Linked DNA regions of Mus musculus: all the other regions are linked to region 1. The links are chromatin contacts, called in public HiCAR-type and HiChIP or PLAC-seq maps. All regions are on one chromosome and are shown on one strand. The core of a region is the stretch at or near the end of the contact, and the rest is flanking DNA. Distances in the headings are between cores, read along the strand shown. Region 1 holds the start of 4833411C07Rik (RIKEN cDNA 4833411C07 gene). Region 2 has its middle 14 kb from the start of Gm39130. Region 3 has its middle 26 kb from the start of 9530052E02Rik.

Region 1 (4,348 bases), core at 686-3,185:
TCCTAGAACTGTGAGGTAGGTGATGACTGTCATTAGAGACACCGGGGCATTACCCTTCATGCCATACCTGGGAACTGACAGGGGGTGAGCAGAGGCAGGCACCTGCATGCTGAAGCGACTCGGCTGGCATGAGACAGCTATAAGCAGAGCAGAGAGGGCTCTGGCAGACAATGGAGCTGCCCTGGCAATGACCGCTCGTGCTTTGGACTGTCAGAGGCCACTATGAGGTAGACTGTTGTACCTCAGATGTACCTGTTGAGAATAGAGGCAGGGGATGAGTGTGAAGCTGGATACACAGTGGAGACCACACACAGCTTACCGGGCTGAGGCCATCTTTCTTTCTCTCTCACCACAGAGGCAGACACTCAATAGTCTCAACTGTGATTGGGCATCTCATGAGCCCACAGTTTCCCTCATAGGAAGTAGGCATTTAATTTAGAGGACCTACCTTGGGTCAGGCCCAAGCTGCCTTGAGCCCTCCAGAATTTGAGATGCAGCTTCCTCTATCTCTGCCAGAGTAGCTGTGGCCCCACCCCCTCCACCCCTGCACCACCCAGTGCAGTGAGACTGTTTTGTGGGCAGTCTTCGGACCGCTCAAAGCTCTCGACTTCCCACAAGGAACTTGGAAGCACATTTGTGTGCACCTAACCCTTTATCACAGCACATGGTTCATTTGTCTGCAAATTTCTTCCAGTTTCATGTCTCAAGGAAGTTCTCTTTGAGTTGGGTTTCTGGTTATTTGAGAAGTTCCACCAGCTGACCATGGTACTTTCCAGACCTCACAGGAGAATCTTTCTGGTAGGGTTTATAAGGTTCTTGCCTTGATACTTGGACAAACTGCCTGGCGAAGCAACTTTAGGAAGCAAAGATTTGCTGTGGTTGACAGTTTCAGAGTCAGTCCACGCTGGTGAATAGCTCCTGGGCCCGGTGAGGTGAGGCAGCTATAAGCTGCATGCACAGTAAGAAACCAGGGAAGTCTTCCTTCTTTCTCTCTTTCTTTCTTTCTCTCTCTCTTTCTTTCTCTCTCTCTCTCTTTCTCTCTCTCTCTCTCTTTCTTCCTTCCTTCCTTCCTTCCTTCCTTCCTTCCTTCCTTTCTTCCTCCTCTCCTCTCCTCTCCTCTCCTCTCCCCTCCCCTCCCCTCCTCCCCTCCCCTCCCCCCCTCCCCTCCCCTCCCCTCCCCTCCCCTCCCCTCCCCTCCCCTCCCCTCCCCTCCCCTCCCCTCCCCTCCCTCCCTCCCTCCCTCCCTCCCTCCCTCCCTCCCTCCCTCCCTCCTCTCTCTCTCTCTCTCTCTTTCTTTCTTTCTTTCTTTCTTTCTCGTCTGATACCCATACTGAGCATGGATCTTCTCACCTCGATTAACCTGATATAGAAACTGTCTCCGTGACATGCTCAGAGGTCTGTTTCCATGGCGATTAAAAATCTCATCGAATTGACAATTAAGATTGACTTCCACCGAGTAAATGAACTCAGGAGACGTGGCTCAGAACCTCCGTCCCGGCTGTGGCCTGATTGAGGTGGGTGCTCTCTCTGCTAGGTCTCTCCCCACTGTGGCCTTGGTCACCTCCTGTCCCTCCTTGCTTATCCGCCATAGTCTGTGGGAGTGAATAAGGAAAGTTAGTAATAGCTAACAGACTGATTTATTTTTTTCTAGAAACAGACCACCAATCAGCTATAATTAAAACCAAACAAGACTCACTATATTTACCGTTATTTTTTAGAATCTCTGATGACTTTTCTTCGCATCAGCAGCAATGTTCCCTCTGTCAGTTGCCAGAGGCCAGCCCACGTGCTGTGTCACAGGCAGAGGTCTGCGTGGCTTCCCGGTTTTCCTTAGCCTGCCGCTTTCCCCAAAGACAGAAGAGCGTAAAAAAAAATCGTCAGAAAGTGAGGAAGGGCCATTCCCCTGCTACCTGGAATGGCTGCTGTCCTATTTCTGGAGACTTGGATAGGGACACCAGTGCACAGAGAAAACAGAGGCAGTTACATAATCACGGCCGGACCAAACAAACAAACATGTCAGACCGTTGCTTTTTCGGTGTTTGTGGGGACCTATTGCGCAATCCAGATTCATTGCGCTGACCTTGCAGCTAGCGAGTGAAAATCCCACTGAAAACAAACCAGCCAGGGTTGAGCTGAGGGAGGACAGGCGAGCAAGGGGAGGGGAGGGGAGGTCATACAGTAAACAAGCTCCTGACCCCACCTAGCCTTCCTCCTCCCAAAGTGTCTGGAAAAATAAATGATGCTTCCAAGATTACAAACCTAGGAGCTTACACTCGGGGGTGGGGGTGGGGGCACGGAGGACACACACACGTGGCGGGGGACATGAAAGACATCATGGGGAAAGGAAGTCCAGGTCAACAATAGGAGAGAATCAAAACAAACCAAACAAAACACGTGGGTGGTTGACGGTGTTAAACAATAAATGAAGGGAAGCAGTGTCTTTGGTCCCCACCCCCAGCCTTGGCCCATCTGAGCACTCTCTCCCCCAGGAGCCGGAGTCCTGGGAACGCTAATGCGAAGCACAGTGAGCTGGTACCCTGTGTTTCCTTTGCGTCTGAACAGCACAGACTGCTATCAGGCTATGAAAAGAACTAGTCTGTCAATATGTCCTTGTTTTTCTCTACCAGGAAGGAACACTTTCAGAAACCCAAAGGACCACAGCTGCCTTTTGTCATCACGCCTCTGGGAACCCAGACTTTGGAACCCACAGCCTCTTGGGGGAGGGGGCACAGGCAGCTTAGCCTGTCTGACCTCCTGCTGTGGTCCACAGCACCCTGCTTGGATGGGTTTCCTTGAAGCCCACAAGTCCCCGTCCTGAGAATACATCAGGCAGAAGAAACAGTTGACTCTGCACCACTCGGAGGAACACACACTTCTTCGGCTCAGTAAGAGATTTAAGCCGTGGTGGTGGCTACACCGAGAAACCCTGTCTCGAAAACAAAACAAAACAAAACAAAACAAAACAAAACAAGAGAGAGATTTAAGACAAGGTGATAGGCCACACAGGAGATCTAGGCCACCTCATGATCCCTTTTCTGGAGCTGTATGACTGACATCTCTCATACTTGGACAGCCACATTACCCAGGACTTATAACTCTCCTGGGAGTTTGGGGGCAGAGGTGAGCAAAAGCTGCTCTGTCTCAGTGTGGGGCGAGGAGGAAAGCAATGAAACCCTAGTCTGCCTTCTGCCATTGGCCCCGTCTACGAGGTACCCTTTCACCTCAGCCTTCATAGCTTAAAGAAAGGAAGGAAGAATTGGTGACAAGCTGTTGTGTGTTCTCACTACCTGGAGTGGACCAATTAATTGTTCAAGGCTCCTAAAATTATGTAAGAAAAAAATACAAACCCCACCCCTCCACATGCACACACACATACACGTGCACACACATGCTCACACACCCACACACATGCACACACATGTGTGCATGCAAACACACATGCATGTGCACTCACATGCTCACACACATGCACATACATGTGCATGCATACACACACGCATGTGCATACACATGTTCATACACTCACACACATGCACACACACACATGAGTACACACACACACACATGCACATACACATGCAAGTGCACACATACACACATACACACATCAATTTAGTGATTTAAATGCATGCTAAATAAATGACAGTATTTATTCTTTATAAAAACCCTTTAAATACAGACTAAAAGGAAAAACAATGGAAAAGAATCATTTGGTATATTTCCCCCACATATATTGCCTTCTTACTTGTCTGTACACATTTTAACTTTGGCCAAGAAGTCTGTCCCCCCTGCCCCCGCCCCCGCTTACTGCTCATCAGGCAGCATCCTCAGGCACAACAGTCATGAGGGCAAATGTTCTTCATGGGATAACTACTGTGAGACATGGTGGCTCTGACAGTGTGTCACGCTCACATGGGCCTTAGAAAGGACAGTAGACCACTGTCAGAGCCACAGCGAGCTATTTCTGGAGATGTAATCCACTTATCCTTAAGAGTTGTAGGAGATAGAGAGCTATGCAAAGTCTGGTCTGCGCGGCTCTCATGGACAGTGTGGCCATAATCACAGGAGAAGTTAAAGACAGACTTGAAACAGGCAATTATTGCAATGCAAGGCACGCATGATTAACTAGGAGATGAATTATTCAGGGAAGGCTGCTGTGGGAATTCAGATGAGGGAGACGCAGTGGGCAGTGCTTGATCCAGGAAGCCCTCATGGGGAAGAGGCACGGACTGATTCTAATGCTGGCCAGGGTTGGGATGAGCTGGGAAAAGTCATAGACAAGGTAAAATGTATGTTGCAGGCTTGAGAGGTTTTCTAAAATATGGAGTTTGTGGAGTAAAAAGATTGG
Region 2 (4,344 bases), core at 1,579-4,078, 65 kb after region 1:
GGTGGGGCTTTGTTAAGATGAAGCCATTGTTGGTGCCAGTGCAGATAGGTGTGTGGGAAGGGCAGGTGTCTGGAGTGGAAGGAGAAAAACATGTCCCCCCTAAACAAGCTGTTTTCTGTCACAGATGGGAGCCAAAAGGTCATCTTTTACACGTGCCTGTGAGAAGGCAGCGTGGCTTGCTCACCATGACGACTGGAGAAACCCCACCCTCTAGCATCTGATGTTGCAGGTGTTTCCCTCCAACATTCCTGGCACATTGCTTTACGTTAGAATTCCTGACAGGGGCATTGATGGGTGCAGGTGAGTCAGCTGCTGTCTGGTGAATGACAGGCTTTGGATTAAAAGCACTGACAGGGAAAGACTCCAAAGGTTATCACATCCAACTGCAGAAGGGCGAAAGAGGGTCTCGGGTTTAAGAAACAGAAAGGCGCAATGGAGTAAGACCTCCATGTATGCTCCTTTGTGCAGAGGGAGGTGGACACGAGAGTGGCTTCTGTGGGACTTCGTGTGTCAGGCCCCAGAAGCCTCAGCTGACAGACTCTGTTCATGGGAAGTTCCTGAGCACAGGGATGAGACTCCAGTTGCCATGGACCTGCGACTCGCCAGTCTCTCAGAAGGCCCTTGTGGGAGCTGATGGCAGATTCCTGTGTAGCTGTAAAATCAGCACAGGTTCTCTGTCATGGTGGCCAGAGAAAAGCAGTCCAAAAGGAACAAGAAAGGTTTATCGTGTGCAAGAAAGCTAGCAGGAGGCATTCCTTTGGGGTTTACTCTCTGAGGGGATGAAAAGCCATCCCAAAATGACCAGTGGCTGCAGGTCCACACAGAGACACACACACACACTACTTCTGAGCTTCTGAGAGGAGACTCTGTGGGCAAGAGAAATCAATGGTGCTTTCTATTTACAAAGCTGATAAAAAGTGGTTTGAAATCAAAAGTTGCAGCGGGCAATGCTTTAAGACTCTACGTACATGAAAGAGATATACAGAAATTTGAAAACTTCTGGTCAGAGGCACCAGATTGTACACCCAAGGCTACTCATTTGAAGCTGCCTTGGTCTTCAGAGGCAGATTTTTAAAATGACCCTGAGAAGCAGTTTTTCTAGCAATTAACTGACTGATCTCAAAGAGCCAACATGTGTGCTTGTGACAGACTTCTGGAGGAGTATCTAATGATTTTTCAGTGGGGTATGTATTTTACTCTCTTGAGGTCCCACACATGTGCTTTGGAGGAAGGGAAGTGTTTCATGAAAAGGATCCCTGTGGGAAACCTTTCCATTCTCCATTTGTTCCCTGCTGGCTTGAGAGTCACAGAAAGGTTTGCATGGGGATTATTGAAACTTTTCACTAAGTGGAAACTTTTCTTTTGTTGGAGAGGGTAGGTGGAATGGTAGAAAGGCCAGAAGGAGCAAGAAAAGTCCTGTTAACACGCGCGCACACACACACATACACACACACACACACACACACACACACACACACACACACACAAAAGATAAAACAGCTCTTTAAAGAACAGAATCTTCAGGAAGGCTTATGGTGGATAATGGAGTGTGTCTGGTCTGGTAATGCCCGTTGTAGGTTTGTGGGGACACTCAGAGCCAAATCTGGTTCACTGCAGGCCCAGCCCAGGCAAGGCAGTCTCCACTACTTTCTTCCTAGAGGCTGCAGCAAATGTTCTCTGTGCCTCAGTGACTTTCAGTAGATGGTGTCTTGTTCCATAGACAGTGGGACAGGTGATAGCTCTCCCTTCCTCCTGTGGATTATTGCTCTTCACACAGACAACCTCCTCTGCCCATGAGCCTCACCACATCCTTGCGCCTGGGCCAGGTTGTCCCAGTCTTTCCTTTGAAAGTGTCCTACTGCCCTGGCCACTCATTTATTTACCCATTTGTTTATTTTGTATGCGTGCACATGTATGTGTGTATATGTGTGCACAGGTGTGCGTGTATATGTGTGCACATTAATGTGCAGGCTAGACATCAACATCAATTGTCTTCCTCAATGGAAGAGCTTTCTACCTTATGTTTTTTGAGGCAGGATCTCGATCCTAACTGGACTTCACTGATAGTCTAGGCTAGCTGCCAGAAAGACCCAGAGACTCTCCTATGCACACCTCCCCAGCTCTAGCGTTACAGATGCTTGCTGCTGCTCCTGGCTTCTTATGTGGCTGCTGGCTTATGTGGGTGTAGGACTCCCGAGGGGCTGTCATCCCAAGGCCCTGAGTTCTCCTTTTCTGACTGTGCAGCCTGACCTCAGTGCATTTTCTCTTCCTTCCTGCTCTCTTCCAACCTCCCTCCTAGCTTCCTTTTAATCTTCTGTAGCCCTTTCCAAGGACTGGATCTCACCAGCTTTGTCTGAGTTGCTTTGTCTCCAGCTGGGACTGGTGAGCCAGTAGACAGAGAAGAATGTCAGGTGTCCCTGGTAAAGCTCTTTCTGACCCTCAGGCTGAGTCTCCCCTCAGTGTCCTGGACTGGTTGCAACTGGTTGCCGAATCCAGGCTCCTTATCCAACTCTCAACAATGTTGTCCACTCATTTTGCATCATCCTTTTCCTCCTGGACAATGGTGATCAGAGCGTGGCCTCTCCATCTGTCCACTGCAGGCTCTCCTTGGCCACCTTTTCCATGGCACCTGTAGAATCTGTCTGTACACCTTGGGGCCATCACTAAGTGTTCTATGTCGTCCTGCTTCCACGAGTCAAGCAGATACGAACATAGCCAGTTAGGCTGGAGTCTGATAAAAGTACTATAGGGACTTTCAGAGCTCTACAGGAACTCAAGAAGAGGAAGCCTGATTCTCAGGGTGCAGAGAGATAGGAAGGGAAGGGGAACGTCTTCCTTGCATGGAGACAGTAAAGCCTGCTTCTAGCACTGGTGGCTGCTCATGGGACGGTAGAGCAAGGTGGTGGCTGGAGGACAGAGATGGGAGGAGCTGTGTCACAGTCATCGCAAGCCTTCAGAAAGAACTGATATTTTGACTGGAGTAAAAAGTTCTAGCCAAACATCAAAGTCATGTTTTTTTTTGTTTTTTTTTTTTTGTTTTTGTTTTTGTTTTTTTTTTTTTTTTTGCATCCTGGAGTCTGACTACTGGCAAGAAGACAGCCTGGGATGAGAGCGATCCAGTGGAGACAAGTGCCCATGTGTAAGGCATTGCTTCCATGCTGAAAATGACTGGTCAGAGCTGGCATCATAGCAGATAGGTGGAGCGATGTGGAGCATTCTGGGATGGAGGGACGCTGATGATGTGTCTTATGCTCACTCAACAGTGCCCACTGAATGGACACTGTACTGAGAGCCCAGCAGGAAGCTGCAAGGACCAACTCTGCTTTACCCAGGTTGAACCTGTGGTATGGAAACTGTCCTTTGATAAAATTGTCTAGGGTATACCAGCTGCCCACAGGAAGAGGGATTCCCATGAGAGCAACAAAGGCAGGGAGCTCTAAAGCAAAGCAAGAAAGCACAGCTATAATGCATGGGTGAGATATTTATAGCTTTTCTCTTATGTTGGGATGTAGCTCAATAGCAGTGGTGACCACCTAGTAAATATGAAGGCCTGGATTCAATTCCCAGTGCTAACAACAGGAGCAACAACTACAGCAGCAGCAGCAACAACAGCAACAATAGGAATAACAGCAGCAGCAACAACAACAACAGGAACAATAACAACAGCAGAATTAACAATAACAACAACAGGAACAAAAACATGAACAACAACATTAGCAACAGCAGCAGCAACAATAATAATAGCAGCATTAGCAATAACAACAACAGGAACAATAATAACAGGAATAAACAGGAACAACAGCAGCAGCAACAGCAACAGTAAAAACAACATCAGGAACAACAACAGGAACAACAGCAAGGACAGCAGCAGCAGCAACAACAGCAATAGTAACAATAGCAACAATAGCAAAAGCAGAAAGGTAGGCTGTCAGGAAGGAAGGAAGGAAGAAAGGAAGGGAAGGAGGGAGGGAGGGAGGGAGGAAAATAAATTCCTTATGTCTGCTTACACCAGAAAGATGCTCTCAATGAAATTTGACCTTGAAGAATGAAAGAATCTATTAGTAACTTGCTGTTCTATGAGGAAGCTATGGGGAGGCTACTCCAGGAGAGCAGCTTCCCTGGAGAGCAGCTCAGTGGGTGGGGCTGGGGCTCTCAGATGTGCTCATCACTGAAACAGCAGGGAATGGGCTTCTCCCTTCCTTCCCTCTTTCTTTCCTTCCCTCTGCCTCCCCTTCCTCCCTTCATCTTTTGTTCCCTCCCTCTATCTCCTCTCCCTCCTTCCCTCTCTGCCTCCTTCTTTCTTCTCTCCCTTCTCTGTAAGAGTCCCATAGGACAGGACATACG
Region 3 (3,906 bases), core at 1,070-3,569, 82 kb before region 1:
GGTGGTGGACAGGGCTTCTGCCCTGCATTAACCTAATCAAGATAATCCCCCACAGAGATACTCAGAGGCCCATCTCCCATGAGTTTCTAGATTCTGTCACGTTAACAAAACCATATTAAGAGAATATGAAATGACCTTGTGTTGGGCTGAGTACTGCTCTAAATGTTGTGTTGATTACTTCCTGGCTCACCACAGCCTTTCTGTTTTATTGATGAAAAGTCAGGAGTCTGTGTATCTGTGTATGTGTATGGTGGTGTGTGTGTGTGTGTGTGTGTGTGTGTGTGTGTGTGTGTGAGAGAGAGAGAGAGAGAGAGAGAGAGAGAGAGAGAGAGAGAGAGAGAAGCAATTCACCTAAGGCTGTTCTCAGCAGCAAGGCTCAGCGTGTGCTCTGAGTGTGTGTGTGTGTGTGTTCCCTCCAGACACATGAAGATACAGTGTAACCATCCTACCTGAGGTGCAACTTAGGAGCAGAAGATACTGAAATGATACTTAATGATTTTATCAAAGGCAGATTTGCCCTTGTTGGAAGTGACTTTGCATCTGTCTGTGTGTATCCCCTTCTTCTGTCTGTCTCTAGCACTTAGTTAGGAAGATCTAAACAAGCCTTTCCAAAGGAAACTGTGTTCATTCACATTAGCGAACAGGGAACAGGTACGTGCTCTGTCAAACATTAGCCAGCACTTTCCCGTACTAAATCTGCTTTGTCCTTTCTGTTTTAATCAGGGGATCACAACCTTTCTAATGCTGCAACCCTTTAATACAGTTCCTCATGTTGTGGGGACCCCAAATCATAACATTATTTTCGTTGCTACCTCATAACTGTAATTTCGCTACTGTTATGACTCATGATTTAAATATCTGATATGCAGGATATCTGATATGTGACCCCTGTGAAAGGGTTGTAGGACCCACAAGTTGAGAACCACTGGTTTAAATGCTTGAAATTTTCTGCCCTTGTTTTTGTGTTTTTAGTTTTTAGGTTTTTTTTTTCTTTTGGTTTTGTTTTGTTTTTGTTTTTTGTTTTGGCTTTGTCTGGAGATGGAGTCTCCTGCCTTAGCATCCCTAGTGCCGGGGTGCTGGCCATGACTCCACACTCAGCTCCGTGCCTTTGCTGTTGTGGCTCGCCCAGCGTGAGTCTCAGTCCTGCGCATGTCGGAACCAGCTCAGGAGATTTGGGATTCTGCATAGCTAGCGCAGTGACTTTCCTAATGTGAAGGGACATTCTTTTATCTTTGAGTTTGTTTTTAGTGTTTTGGATTTCCTGCTTTAGGGACCATTTACCTTATTTCTGCAAGTTTTGTCATGATACATCTGTCCATCCGCATCTCCACTGGGTCCCTAAACTTTCTTTGTTAGCAGTGCCTGTCACCCAGGCCTGCCATCTCCTACTGTTGCCAGTGTATTTATAAATGCTATATACAATGTTGGTGCCCACCTTAGCTTTAACTGTCAACTTGACACAACTCAGAGTCTCCTGAGAGAGGACTTTTAATTGAAAGACTGCATCAGCCTGTGGGCATGTCTGTGGAGAGTGGTATTGGCTTTAAGCTGCTGTGGAAGGAACTAGCCCATTGTGAATGACATGATTCCCTGGGCAGGTAGTCTTGAATGAGAAAGCAAGCTGAGTCAGATACTGCAAGCCTCCATGGTTTCTGCTTCAGGCTCCATCAGTGATGGACTGTGTGACCTGGGAGTGTGAGCCACGATACCCTTTCGTCCCCTAAGTTGCTTTGGTCATAGCAACAGGATGAAACCAGGACAGTCAGGATTTTGACTCCATTACCTTTAGGACTGTTTCCTTTTTTTATTTATTTGTTTTAAGTAGTTCAATTTAAAAGTCTTTTATTTAGGCAGTACTGTACAGTACACTATTCTATCCCAAGACCTAGCACACACTAGCTGAGGTTTCTACCACTAAACTACATCTCTAGCCCTAATTTTACACTGAATGAAGTGGTTGGGTTAAACTAATACAATATAACCTCTCCCTTTCCTGTCTTCCTTAGCCTCTCACCCCAGGGCCCAGTGGTTGTAAAGTAGCTCTTTATGTTAATACCACCAGATTTGAATCCCTTTACAACTCTGTGCTTTGCATAGAGCTGCCCTAGTGTGCCAAAAGCAAAGCTTTACTCAGGAGTGAGTGAGGATAGGGAGGGAAGGCTGCAGCAGTGTGCCACCCCTGACCCCAGCTTAACTTACCCATGGGAGAAGGCTCTGACTGCTGTGACTCATGGCTTACTCTTGGGACCCCTGTCATTTCTGCTTGGTTCTCATTGGCCAGTGTTGAGCCCATGGAGACAGCTTCAAAGGCAGTAGAAAGCCATACTGTGTGTCCAGAAGAGGAAAACTAGGCTGTTCCCACACAGATGGTTTTAATGTCCACACTGCTGATGGTCTTCAGTTTGGAGCTCACGGCTCACCATCAGTTCCAGCATACTGTCTCCATCTGTGTTTGTGTGAAACCTTGGGGGAGAAGGGGAGTGCGCACCAGGTCCCTGACACAGTCACTGTGCCAGAGGCACTGCCACTCACTACCATCTCATACCTGAAAACCTGACAATTCAAACCCCAGAGTAAAGGGAGGTTCAACCTGTCCGATGTCCTGCGAGTGAGCCAGGGGACCAGAACTTAAGTACTCCAGCTCTTCCTCACTCATCCTGGATGGAGCATGGGATGGAGCGTGGGCTGTGACACAGTGGGGTTTTGTTTTTGTTTTTAACATTTTATTTATTGTATATATATGATGAGTACACTGTAGCTGTCTTCAGACACACCAGAAGAGGGCATTGGGTCGCATTACAGATGGTTGTGAACCACCATGTGGTTGCTGGGAATTGAACTCAGAACCTCTGGAAGAGCAGTCAGTGCTCTTAACCGCTGAGCCCTCTCTCCAGCACACACATTGGGTTTTGACTCAGCTGCTTTGTATTCTGCTGAAACACTACACCGAATAGCTTTTCTCTCTCTTTTTTCCCTCCTCCCTTCCTCCCTTCTTCCCTTCTTCCCTCCCTTCTTTCTGTATTTTGATACAGGGTCTCCTGTAGCACATGCTGGCTTCAAATTCACCCCACATTTCTGCTGTGCTGAGGGTGGGGCCTAGGCCGCTTTCGTGCGTGCTATAATCACTCTAGCAACTGAGCCGCATCTCCACTCATACTTGCACAAGCACGTATCTCATCCGTTGGCTTTGGAGAAGCATGACCTCACTGGGGAGAAAGCCCTGAGCTGTCCTAAGTAAACATCACTGAGTCCTAGTGACCCACTAGTGTCTTACATGTGTGGGAATCACAGTTGAGTACATACAACAGAAAGGGCCAAAAATGATGATCCTGGCACAGTTAGAGCTTCATACACTTGTGTGGCTTGTCTCATTACAACTGCATGATCTTATGCCCTGGGACATTCCCCCAGCCCCCTTTCTTCTTCTTCTTCTTCTTCTTCCTCTTCTTCCTCTTCTTCCTCTTCTTCCTCTTCTTCCTCTTCTTCCTCTTCTTCTTCTTCTTCTTCTTCTTCTTCTTCTTCTTCTTCTTCTTCTTCTTCTTCTTCTTCTTCTTCTTCTTCTTCTTCTTCCTCCTCCTCCTCCTCCTCCTCCTTCTTCTTCCTCTTCCTCTTCCTCTTCTTCTTCTTCTTCTTCCTCCTTCTCCAACTCCTCCTCCTCCCTCCTCCTCCTCCTCCTCCTTCTTTTCTTGACCCAGGGTTTCTCTGTGTATTTGTGGCTGTCCTGAAACTCCCTCGGTAGACCAAGCTGGACCCTGGAACTCAATCACTTGCCTCTGCCTCCCTAGTGCTAGGATTAGAGGTGTATGCTACTGCTGCCTGGTGACATTTCTCTCTTTTTCTATGAGGCCACAGATTTCATACAACCACCTTGGTTAATAAAAGTTCACAAGAATCTGGAAGCCTTTC

What was found. HiCAR-type assays count read pairs that join an accessible place to other places. HiChIP or PLAC-seq counts read pairs in DNA pulled down with a chosen protein or histone mark.
Region 2: an H3K27ac HiChIP or PLAC-seq map of microglia shows a contact between it and region 1, with 3 times the contacts expected there. The contact joins the enhancer-like site here to the promoter of 4833411C07Rik in region 1. A contact is called at or near these places in 13 of 484 Hi-C or Micro-C datasets (B cells, the C10 cell line, the G1E-ER4 cell line and 8 more) and 4 of 115 datasets of contacts at active chromatin or transcription factors (embryonic stem cells, microglia and neural progenitor cells).
Region 3: a HiCAR-type map of fibro-adipogenic progenitors shows a contact between it and region 1, with 1.8 times the contacts expected there. The contact joins the enhancer-like site here to the promoter of 4833411C07Rik in region 1. A contact is called at or near these places in 1 of 15 datasets of contacts at CTCF or cohesin (CD8 T cells), 6 of 484 Hi-C or Micro-C datasets (cortical neurons, liver, muscle stem cells and 2 more) and 5 of 115 datasets of contacts at active chromatin or transcription factors (the NIH/3T3 cell line, bone marrow-derived macrophages, fetal liver and 2 more).

Annotation. Positions count from the first base shown.
Region 1 is chr8:10,897,509-10,901,856 of GRCm38.p6, reverse strand. It overlaps 4833411C07Rik (RIKEN cDNA 4833411C07 gene), which reads right to left and starts at 1,935. Exons shown (of 3, transcript NR_102285.1): 1 at 1,706-1,935; 2 at 1,351-1,592; 3 at 1-252. It overlaps Gm2814 (predicted gene 2814), which reads left to right and starts at 1,306. Exons shown (of 2, transcript NR_166616.1): 1 at 1,306-1,514; 2 at 2,628-3,688.
Region 2 is chr8:10,833,710-10,838,053 of GRCm38.p6, reverse strand. No RefSeq gene overlaps it. Among named protein-coding and RNA genes, the nearest start is that of Gm39130, 14 kb to the left of the region's middle. Within about 2 kb of position 2,828, at least 14 of the 459 cell types and tissues checked have an H3K27ac peak or open chromatin away from gene starts, as enhancers often do. A contact at or near this core is called in bone marrow-derived macrophages and microglia, where this site is marked.
Region 3 is chr8:10,980,389-10,984,294 of GRCm38.p6, reverse strand. No RefSeq gene overlaps it. Among named protein-coding and RNA genes, the nearest start is that of 9530052E02Rik, 26 kb to the left of the region's middle. Within about 2 kb of position 2,319, at least 35 of the 459 cell types and tissues checked have an H3K27ac peak or open chromatin away from gene starts, as enhancers often do. A contact at or near this core is called in CD8 T cells and fibro-adipogenic progenitors, where this site is marked.